Linked DNA regions of Xenopus laevis: region 1 is linked to region 2. The links are chromatin contacts, called in public Hi-C maps. All regions are on one chromosome and are shown on one strand. The core of a region is the stretch at or near the end of the contact, and the rest is flanking DNA. Distances in the headings are between cores, read along the strand shown.

Region 1 (5,562 bases), core at 1,397-3,896, 130 kb after region 2:
CAAGTCCAAGTGTGGGTGACTGGAGGGTAGATAAATCTTGGCACAATGCTCAGATTTTCGAAGGGCCAGTGAAGCAAGCTCTGGTCAGGGTAAAATGTAGCAATATATTTCACAGAGGGGAGTTGCTTAACACAAAACACAAAATTGTAAACAATTCAGTTTTGCATTTTTGAGCAACAGTATTTCTAAGGCTGTAAGTATTTCTACACAGAAAACTGAAAGTGGTTGTTCACCTTCAAGGACGTTTTCAGTTCAGTTGGTTTCAGTTCACCAGAGATAAAAAACTTTTTTCTATTGCTTTCTATTTATTATGACTGTTTTTCTAATATTGTGTAAAGTTTAATTTCTCACCTACTCTGGGGGGGGGGGTTGCCAACTCTTTAACTGTTTGTATACATTTTGTTGATACATTTGTTATCTTTAGCCCTGCTGTACAGGATACCCGAGTTTTCGTTAAAGGTGGCTGTTAGAATTGATACAATAGTTGCTAGTATTCCACAGATACTGCTGATAAATATAATTTTATCAACTAAATGTAGCAAACTGTTACAGTTCAAATGCTCCTGGATCCCTGAGCTGCCAGACTGAGACACCAGAGGCAGGAACATTAAACTTAAAACTTAACTTTTGGGAAAACAGTAAAAAATAAAAGATGGAAAGCAATTGAAATTCACATGTTCATGAAGTTATTTGGCCAGAATGCATTTTCCATTTAAATTACCCTGTGAAATGTACCTACTAAGCAAAAATCAGCTTAAATTATTGCTTATTATTATTATTGTCAGTGATAATTAAAATATTTAAGTTCCAGGGTTTGTCAAATATTCAACCATAGTAAAGCCTAACCTGCACGTTTAGTCACATAAATATGAATAGAAATGACCTTACATCAATAAGCTGTCGGAATGTTTCATCAACTTGATTAAGGATACTTGGTGAGTCTCTGATGAAGTCCTTGATAGCATCCATATGGTTAAAAAGTGACAAGCAGAATATCCTTGGGGCGAGGGCATAACAGAACCTGGTACTTGAAGGCCATGGTCATTAAGTCATACAGCTAAATTAATAAATGCAAAACAAAGAAGGATAGCAAATTCATTTGTTGCAGTCAAAAGTTTTACATTTAAGTGTCTCTCACCTAGGAGAAAGCACTTACTGCAATGCCACAGTTCCATGCTGTAAGATACCTTATCCATGCTTGCTTGGTTCAGTCTCATTATAGAAGCATGGGCCAAACGATCAAAGACAGTCCTCAGGGCTTTCTTAGAATAGAGCTCCTGTGGCTTAAAAAGCTCCTCCATAAACTTCTTGTTGAACATAGTAGTGATGATGTCATTCATAACTGTAAAATGAAAAAAAAGTTTTGCTAGTAATGATGATTAGAAAGTGACATGCAATACCCATATAATCTGCTTTATGAGATTCTAGATCTACTGTATATCACACAGCATTCTGGACCCAGATCAATTGGCAGAGTCTAAGCAAGACAAAGGAAACAACCCCCTGTAATATTATGAAATATTAATATAAATATAGAAATAAACTACCTAGTATAAGCTGATAGTAGACCACCTATCCATGACTTATGGACCAGAATTGTATTGTATTCTCATAGATTGAGAACAATGCACAAATTTACCTGTACCAATATTGTGTGACAGAAAATTTGTTTGGCCATCAAGTTCAACCCCTCCAAATGATCCTCAGTAAATATATATACATATATATATATATACATATATATATATATATATATATATATATATATATATATATATATATATATATATATATATATATATATAAAGACCTATCTATAGACTCACATATATTTATATAAACCAATATCACTCACATATATATTATATATATATATATATATATATATATATATATATATATATATATATATATATATATATATATCTCCAGGGAAATGGTGCACTAGACAGAATTAATACCTGGGTGCCAGCATGAGAAATACATACCTATTCCAAACTAACTGTAGACCTTGGATATTATATTGCCCATGAAGTCGTTCAAACCATTTTTAAAGGCATTAATAGAATCTGCCATCAAAATATTTCCAGGTGGAGTATTCCACAACTTCCACTGCCCTTTTTGCTTCTTCAAATCAAGTACAACCCCTCAAGTCAAAAGGGGAGCTTCTGGAACGTATATATTTGAAAACAATATCCCCACTATCCAACTATAATGTTCTCTAATGTATTCATAAATTGAAGTCATGTCCCCTCACAAGCGTTATTTCTTCAATTAAAACAATCCGACCTTGATTGCCTTTTCTCATAATTTAAATCTTCCATCCCTTTAACCAGTTTAGTTGCACTTCTCTGCACTCTCTCCAGCTCATTTATATCCTTCTTAAGGTCTGGAGCCCAAAACTGCACTGCATACTCCAGGTGAGGCCTTACCAGGGACCTATAAAGGGCAAAAATTGCAATTTTTATGCGAGAAAACACTTTATTTGCTTTCATAGCCAGGACTGGCTCTCCTCTTTTGCCACCCCTAGGCCACCTGGGTCCTAGCCGCCCGCCCACCCATGCGCACCCACTCCCTGCGAGCGCTTGCACCGGCCAGGTCCTAGTGCCTGCCGGCGAACGCGCTCAAATCCTTCCCCAATTCAAAGGCTCGACATCCATTTCAACCTTCCTGCCAACTGTCTGTCCCCAGAAAGCTTATATTTATCTACTGGTACTGACAGTCTATGGAAGATTTATTTACTGGTACTGACAGTCTATGGAAGACTCTCGTGTATGACACTCCTAGAGACAGCAAGTTTGTAATAATTGAGTGTTAGAGGCTCATGCTGAAGTAAGCACATCACAACAAGGAGGCTGCCATGTTTCTATTCAATTGTTTAAGCCTCGAAGCCCTAGCATTCTAATTAAATTGACAAGTAGGCATATCCTAGTAGAATTTTGCAGCAATGAATACTACAGCACAGCCAGAAAGACTAAAACAAGCAACAAAAGGTCTATATAAACACTGTAATCCAGCAGGCAAGAAAACAAACACTAAATTTATGAGCTATTTAAAAAAAGCAAACAGTTGTTAAAATAGTTAATTCTACATTTTAAGGACAGAATAGTCATTCCAATTTAAAGATGGCTACTTTGGATAGTTCTCACAGGAAGGAGATGATATTGGCTGACAGAGAAAACTGTTGTCCTAGAAACCTATTTAACTCTTTGCTAATCTGAGAGCAAAAAAAGAGAGACAAGAAGAGAAGTGGCAATGCCAGGCAGTGACTCAGGGAAGCTCTCTTACCTACAAGCTCACCCTACCTCGTTTTCTGTCCTGATCTGTCCAGTCAGCTAAAGGTGGCCATACACGGGCCGATAAAAGCTGCCGACAGACTGTGTCGGCAGCTTATTGGCCCGTGTATGGGGGCCCCCGACGGGCTTCCCCGATCGAGATCTGGCCGAAAGTCGGCCAGATCTCGATCGGATGGGTTTAAAAATCCCGTCGGATCGCGGCCGCATCTGTTCGTTGATGCGGTCCCGCGATCCGACCGCCCGTTTGAGAATGCTAGGATCCGATCGTTGGGCCCTAGGGCCCACGATCGGATCTGCCCGATATTGCCCACCTCAAGGTGGGCATATCGGAGGGAGATCCGCTCGTTTGGCGACATCGCCAAACGAGCGGATCTATCCATGTATGGGGACCTTAAGAAGCAGACAATGACACACATAAGTACAACAGAAGAAAATGGGAAATCAAAATTCTTGCATGAAGGGACACATGAAGATAATTAGTATTTACTGCATATTCAGGCCCAGTAAATCCAATAAAGTCATTTACATTTGGACAGAACACATGCTGGGTTACATAAACCTGATTGACCTCTGCTTTATAGTAGTGTAGTGAAAGTGTAATGGAAGTAGAAGTTGGACTTAACATTAGAACTACAGGGTAGAGCTCATCTAAGCACAGCTCTAAGGCAAACCCAGCTTTAGAGTCACAATGTTCTGTACTCATTTGAGGGGGAAGGGGCAATAATGGTCAAAAGAGCCCCATCTACATGCAGTCAAGCCTCCATATTCTTAATATATTCCTTTACTGAATGTCACAGAACAGATGCAGAAGTATAAATGTATTCTCAATTTAACCTTGAGTGAACATTGCTTGTGTATGTAAACAAAGCCTGTCTCACAAGACAAAAAACACGTCTCCTATGTGCATTGTATAAGTTAACATCATAACTCAACAAGCACCTAGAAGCTAAAATATTTTTGCCAGTCAAAATAGATGTAAGGATGCCACTTTTATTCATTATAACAAACAAACAAACAAAATAGCTATTATTTTAGATTATCTACAGCTGCCTGTATATCTCTCCTGACCAAGATAGCAACCACAGCCAATATCCAGTCAGTTATATGACCCATTATAATGAATATGTAGGACAACTCTGTGCTAGAAGAACAGCTAGATACTCTAAATATTCATATGAATCAAGTTAATATACTATGGTTAGTATTTCAATAATTCAGTATGATTCGTTGTGTGTATCTAACACAAGAAATTTGAATTATCAGAAACCAGGTGGACACACGTTAACTATGATGTGGCATATTTATGTGCAGGTCCTTATAACATATCAATTCCATAAACTGAACATTTTTCTTTCTTTCTACGAGTCCTGCGATAAATTGTTCCTCTGTTTAATACACATTAATTTGTTTCATTCGTTATTATACTTTTATTATCTGCTTAATACCGGTTTCAAGCTCCCCCTTAAGGTTTGCTGGTCCGGGTGCGCAAAGCCCCAGACCCCTCGCAAGGTCACCGGATTCAGCTTCCCAAATGAATGAAGATGTAGTATCTTACCCGGACTTCGTTGTGACCCAGGTGCAGCCGCCCTGAGTCCGTCGCTAAGGGAAAACTAAATACTGCACACACCAAAATCCTGGACAGCGCACTCTTCGGATCACTCAAGGAATCACTTGGTCATCAAATCATCGGTAAAAACTTGATTTTATTAAATGTTTAACATTTTAACAAACTGTATAGCCCTGCGCCATGAGGTCTGACGCGTTTCGTGTCACTGCACTTCATCAGAGACCTCACTTCCTCCCGGCAAATCCCTCTTTTAACCCCACTTCACCCCTCCCAATTTGTTTAATGATTAACCCTTTAAACACTTATTATTAAAAAAAGAGACATGCAATCCAAATGTGCCCTTAAAAACAAACAGCTCATTAATTATGTTTAAATTCATTAAATATAAATTTTGTTTTTTCTATTAATGTTATAAATTTTATGTTATAAATTATAAATTATAGACTTGAAATTTTGATTTTATTTTCTATATATATCTCTCTCCATATGTAAATCCATCTCTTGTAAAAAAAAAAAAATATATATAAATGTCCAAAATGCTGTATCTCTAGAGGCTTTCTATGATTGCATTAAGTCACATATGTTAAAGTACTACCGTTTAAATAGATATTATAAATACATTACAGTGAAACAGTTACAATATTAAATGCCAGAACGGACATAATTACTTGTTACAAAGAATCAATTCATTTCCTTAAG
Region 2 (4,943 bases), core at 1,960-4,459:
ATATATATATATAATACACAAAAGCCATGAATATCCTGTAAATTATATCCTTATAAACGGTGAGTTCTGATGTCATCAGTTATAAACGGTGAGTTCTGATGTCATTTCTGTCACATGACTCACTGAAATTTGTGTATTATAATAAATAAAGTACCCCCGGTTGTAAAATATGAGGATATTAGACGTTACCTCGGAGTTCCATGACCTGTATAAAAACACTCAGCCTTCGGCCTCGTGTTTTTATATGGTCATGAAACTCCTCGATAACTTATAATATCCTTATATTTTACAAGAGGGGGTACTTTATTCACTATATATTAAAATGGATCATAACACATGGCCTTCTGAAAACCCCTTCTATTTCACTGTGGAGTTTGCATATTTGCATAACCTTTTTTAAAGATATAATAGGTACATTTTGCATTTTTTACCAGCAACCATGCTGCTATCTTCTTTCTGTGCCTGCATACAGAGACCATAATGCTGGTGCTGTAGATTGTATTTTTTCCTATTGTCTCTTTGGTATATGCCATATGCCATGTGCTAATTTACATAGCAATGCGTAGTATAGACCAAAGTGCCAACTGTCAGCAAGGAAAGGGGTTAATGGTTCAATGCATAAATCAAGAACCCAGGTATATACAACTGGCAGAGTTTTCGTTGGTAGATCTTGCATTCATGGAGAGCTGGGAAACATTTTAACAGGTATAAGTAGACATAAACTTCCCTAAAACTGCACCTTTGATTTGACATGATGATAACTGTATTACCACCAACCAAAAGGCAGGACATGGCAGTAGTTATTGGTGTGGAACAAACTTATATATATACTTATATATATATATACTTATATATATTTATAAGCTTTCTCTTCCGGATCCATCTCCCTGCACCACTTTGATAATTAAAGAATCATGGCAATGAATTGCAGAGTAGGGAAAAACATTTGTAATTATAATGTGCCAACTGGGATGCAGTTTCATTGGAGATGCTTTCTCCCAAAAGAACAATTAGAAAAACATCTTTTTTTGCAGAATAATCTGTTTAGATTAAATAAATGTCACTATACTGGGTAATTTGCTTTAAAAGCTACAATTTTATAGTGATTATTATAGATCAGCCAATTGTAGAATGTGATATGGACCATACTAAAACTTGGCAACGCTTAAATCTTCATCAAAAGTATGCAGTTTTGAAAATGAGCACAGAAATATTCCAGCGCTTTACATTGTGAGACTTGTTCTTTTATTTCCAACAGTTTTGATGTTTACCATACCTGCCAATATAACCCTTTTAAAGGCAATCTGAATGTTTCGAAAAGTCCTGCAATGAAGGCAGATGTAAGCAGATTGATATCCACTTTAATGAGATGGGTGTAAAATGCATTGTGCTTGGCAGTTTTGAATAATATTGCTTTATAACTCCTTGTATTGTATAATGCTGGAATGTTGCTGAAAACAGCATTCTCCAGACAGTCAGATATAGAACACATTATAGCATATTTAATAAATTGTGTTGAGTGCAAAAAAATGGCACAGTTCTGCATGTTTTTTCTCACATGACTAAATGATTCTCTAATGTTTCAGCCATCCTTTGCACCACATTTGTCTGTACTGGAGACAAACACATGACTGCTACATACTGTAAATTTGCCCCTCATTCCAGAATACTGGCCCGTGACACAAGTATAAACAAGTGCAAGTAGATACAAGCAAATGGTATTGTGTTGCCAAACACACTGAACCAATATTTGCTCCCAGCAGCTGTACTGGGTTCACACAATAAGATATTTATGTACTACCCTCGGTGTTTTTCCATCTCTATAACTGCCAATATACTAGACATTTTACCATGCCCCTTATCAGTCAAATCTATAACCCACTCTTCTCTCTGAGATGCTCCTTTTTCCAGAGAAGAAACCAAGACTGTCTCCATTATCTTAAAAGGCTGGCCTGGTATACAAAATATATCCCGGGGCAGTATCCCTTTTATAAATGTGTCCTGTAGTCCATTAGGTGCATATTATATTGTCTATTTTTTTATATACAGCAAAATAAAGTAAATTAAAAGAGTTACTGTTTTATTTTTTTTTTGAATGTCCACCAAGTATTTAATATTAAATAAAACTAAGGTTCCTAAGGGGAGATTCATTGTACATCTCATTCATTCACCACTGACTGGTCCCTCATTCATTACTGTTATTCTAAATAATTGTCTAGTACAATCAACTGCTTTTTTATCACCATGTACATTTTTTCCTCTTTCCCATTCTTAATCTAGAAAAGCCTGATTCACTTCCTCTGTTTATACTTTCCACTCACAGTGGCTCACTGATATAAAAAGTAATAATGGTAAATGGCATAGTGGGTTTCCTTTGCCCAGTTTTGTATTTTGTGCTATGGATATTGTCACTGAAATAAAGGGCCCACAGGGTTGGAGTGCCAAGAGCATGACTAAGGGACAGGGTTGCCCCCTGTTGGGGTTTCACCTGGATAGCCTGATTTTTGGTTTCATTTGCTCAGATCAAACTTCAGAAAGGTTGATATAGTACTGTTTAATGGTTTGTGGCATTCACATGGATAAAGAGCAAGTAAGGTTCTCACTTTAATTGTTCCACAAAAAGTAAGATTTCAGCTTTGTACTAGAGTAGAGCCCCCAACATGGTTTAAAGCCTTTATAATATTTTGAAGTAAATGGGAGGCAAGCAACATTTGGTTGGAACAAAACAGATATTTAAGGTATTTGTCCCCATGAAAACAATGGATTGGCTTTGATCTGGCCAAATGGTAAGGACCAGATCTTGGATTCTGTGCACCCCAGGTACAACAAAATCAAGGTCTTATTAATAATTTTGTATTACAATTGCTCTATTACATGTTAAATGTGTTCCTGAATGAGGATAGAAGGTGGAAGCCTGGAACTACAATTATATCCGTGACCGGACTGAGATCATAACTTTGGGTTTCCGATGCATATTTTCTATTAGCAAAAAAAAAAAAAGCAGCAGATGGAAATGAGATCATGGAGAGAGCAGAAAGAAAAACATGGATAAGCAGGGGCATCATTCATTAGCTATTCACGAATATTCCCTTTTCTGTGTAAGACTGATATTTCCACCTCCTCTATCCAATTCAAAACACATATTGAAAAAAGGTCCTATTCATTCCTATACACGAAACCCAGTCTATTCAGCGCTGCCTGTGCTCATTGTGCAGCATGTAGCTACTGGCCTCACTGACTCATGCTTTGGGCCTTTCTGAGCTGTCATGGAAACAAATGTAAATAAGTCTCATAAATATTTAAACTGAACTCACCTCTTTTCACCTGAAATTTCTTTTCAGCGGGAGGAAATTGGCTACCCATTTCTTAGGTCCTATTGTATACTGCACGGCAAACCTTGTGAATTTGTATGCATTCAGTGTGGAGTTCACTGTGTCTCTCTTTGAATTCTGTATTCTGAGGCCTAGGAGAAATGGGCTGCAGGCAGGGGGTATGCTGCTGCTGTAGATACACAGTTATAAGTGTGAAAGTCACATTTTAGTACTCAGGCATGGGGCAGAGGATCCACAAAAGGAAGATGTATAACACATGTCATGAGTAATCGGGGGGTCAGGCAGATGTTCCCTTTTACAATTGGAAGATATTGGAAAAGATGCATGATCCGAATATTCACAATTCTGTTGAGACTTTTCCTATATGTGCTGTGCTTTTCATAGCTGTGCTCTTTTCATTAGACTGGTGCTGGGAACATTTTGTCTTACAACACTATGCCCTAATCAACACTAAAGGGATCTTATAGAACACATCTCTAATCAACACTAAAATATTATGTTTACCTGGGGGTGTTAGAGTGGTCTGGCACTTAAAGGTGAACTAAACCATTAATGAAAAAAAAAACCCTACCCTACATTGACCCCCTCCCTGCTCCCCCCCAGCCTAGCTGCTACCCCTGCTAAATGTCCCTAACTCTTTACATACCCTACAGGTGCCATCTTCCAGCACTTCAGTAATCTTCGTGTCTCCTTCCAGCAACTTCCTTGACTTTCGATGCATGCGCAGTTGTCGTTAAACGGAAGATTGCTCCGCATGTGCCGATACACCGCTCTCATTCTGAAGATTACTGAAGAGAAGAAGATGGCTCCTGTGAACTCTGATGCCCTGAAAACGCACCGAGGGGTAAGTAAAGAGTTAGGGGCATTTACCCAGGGTAACACCTAGGCTGGGGGGGGAGCAGGGAGGGGGTCTATGTAAGGTGAGGGTGTATGTTTTATTTTTTAAGGGTTGAATTCTCCTTTAAGAGCACTTTCTTTCATCCTCGATTGAAAACCAGAAGCAAGCCCTGTATTTACCGCCTGCCATAGAGCAGGAGGTAAGGACAGAACCTTGTTGCATTTAGATGCACAAGTTAGGGGATGAGGAAAGAAGGGGTAATACCTATGTGCCTTCCCCAACTGCTCCTCTTTGAAGCAGTTTTGCATCGTAGGCAGGTGCCTGTTCTGACAGTGGCATAACTATAGAGGAAGCAGAGGGGCCGGACCGTGAGATCTACTTCCTCTATAGCTACAAAGAATACCCCCTTCCCCAGCCATTCTCTTACCTGTGAGCAGGGAAGGGAGAATCATGCAGCTGGGAGACTCCAGTGCAGGGTGAGGAGTAGGCAGATGAGGGGAGAGGGCAGGCAGGAGGGTTGTTGGGGATAGCAGCCCTGAACCTTTTTTGCATGAGGGTCCAGTGCCAGAGAGTTATATGTCACTGCCTTCTGGCTTCCTCTAGTTACAGCTTTGCCCAGAAGCAAGTGCCAGATAGCTAAAGGGTGCCATGCCACATTCAGAGTAAAGTGCAGCTCTTTGTTTTCCATTCTCTGAGCTAAAGCAATGCACCTACTATAACCTCAACCCACAGAGCAAAACAGTTGCACTATGGGCATCATTATAATATTTAGA

What was found. A called contact is a pair of places that touch in the nucleus more often than the background predicts.
Region 1: a contact with region 2 is called in a Hi-C map of the XL177 cell line, with 2.8 times the contacts expected there. The contact joins two enhancer-like sites. A contact is called at or near these places in 2 of 4 Hi-C or Micro-C datasets (the XL177 cell line and the XTC cell line).

What each region holds. Positions count from the first base shown.
Region 1 is chr2S:77,791,250-77,796,811 of Xenopus_laevis_v10.1, forward strand. It overlaps the pseudogene LOC108709578. Among protein-coding and RNA genes, the nearest start is that of olig4.S, 27 kb to the right of the region's middle. Within about 2 kb of position 2,647, at least 1 of the 7 cell types and tissues checked has an H3K27ac peak or open chromatin away from gene starts, as enhancers often do.
Region 2 is chr2S:77,662,607-77,667,549 of Xenopus_laevis_v10.1, forward strand. No RefSeq gene overlaps it. Among protein-coding and RNA genes, the nearest start is that of eva1b.S, 22 kb to the right of the region's middle. Within about 2 kb of position 3,210, at least 1 of the 7 cell types and tissues checked has an H3K27ac peak or open chromatin away from gene starts, as enhancers often do.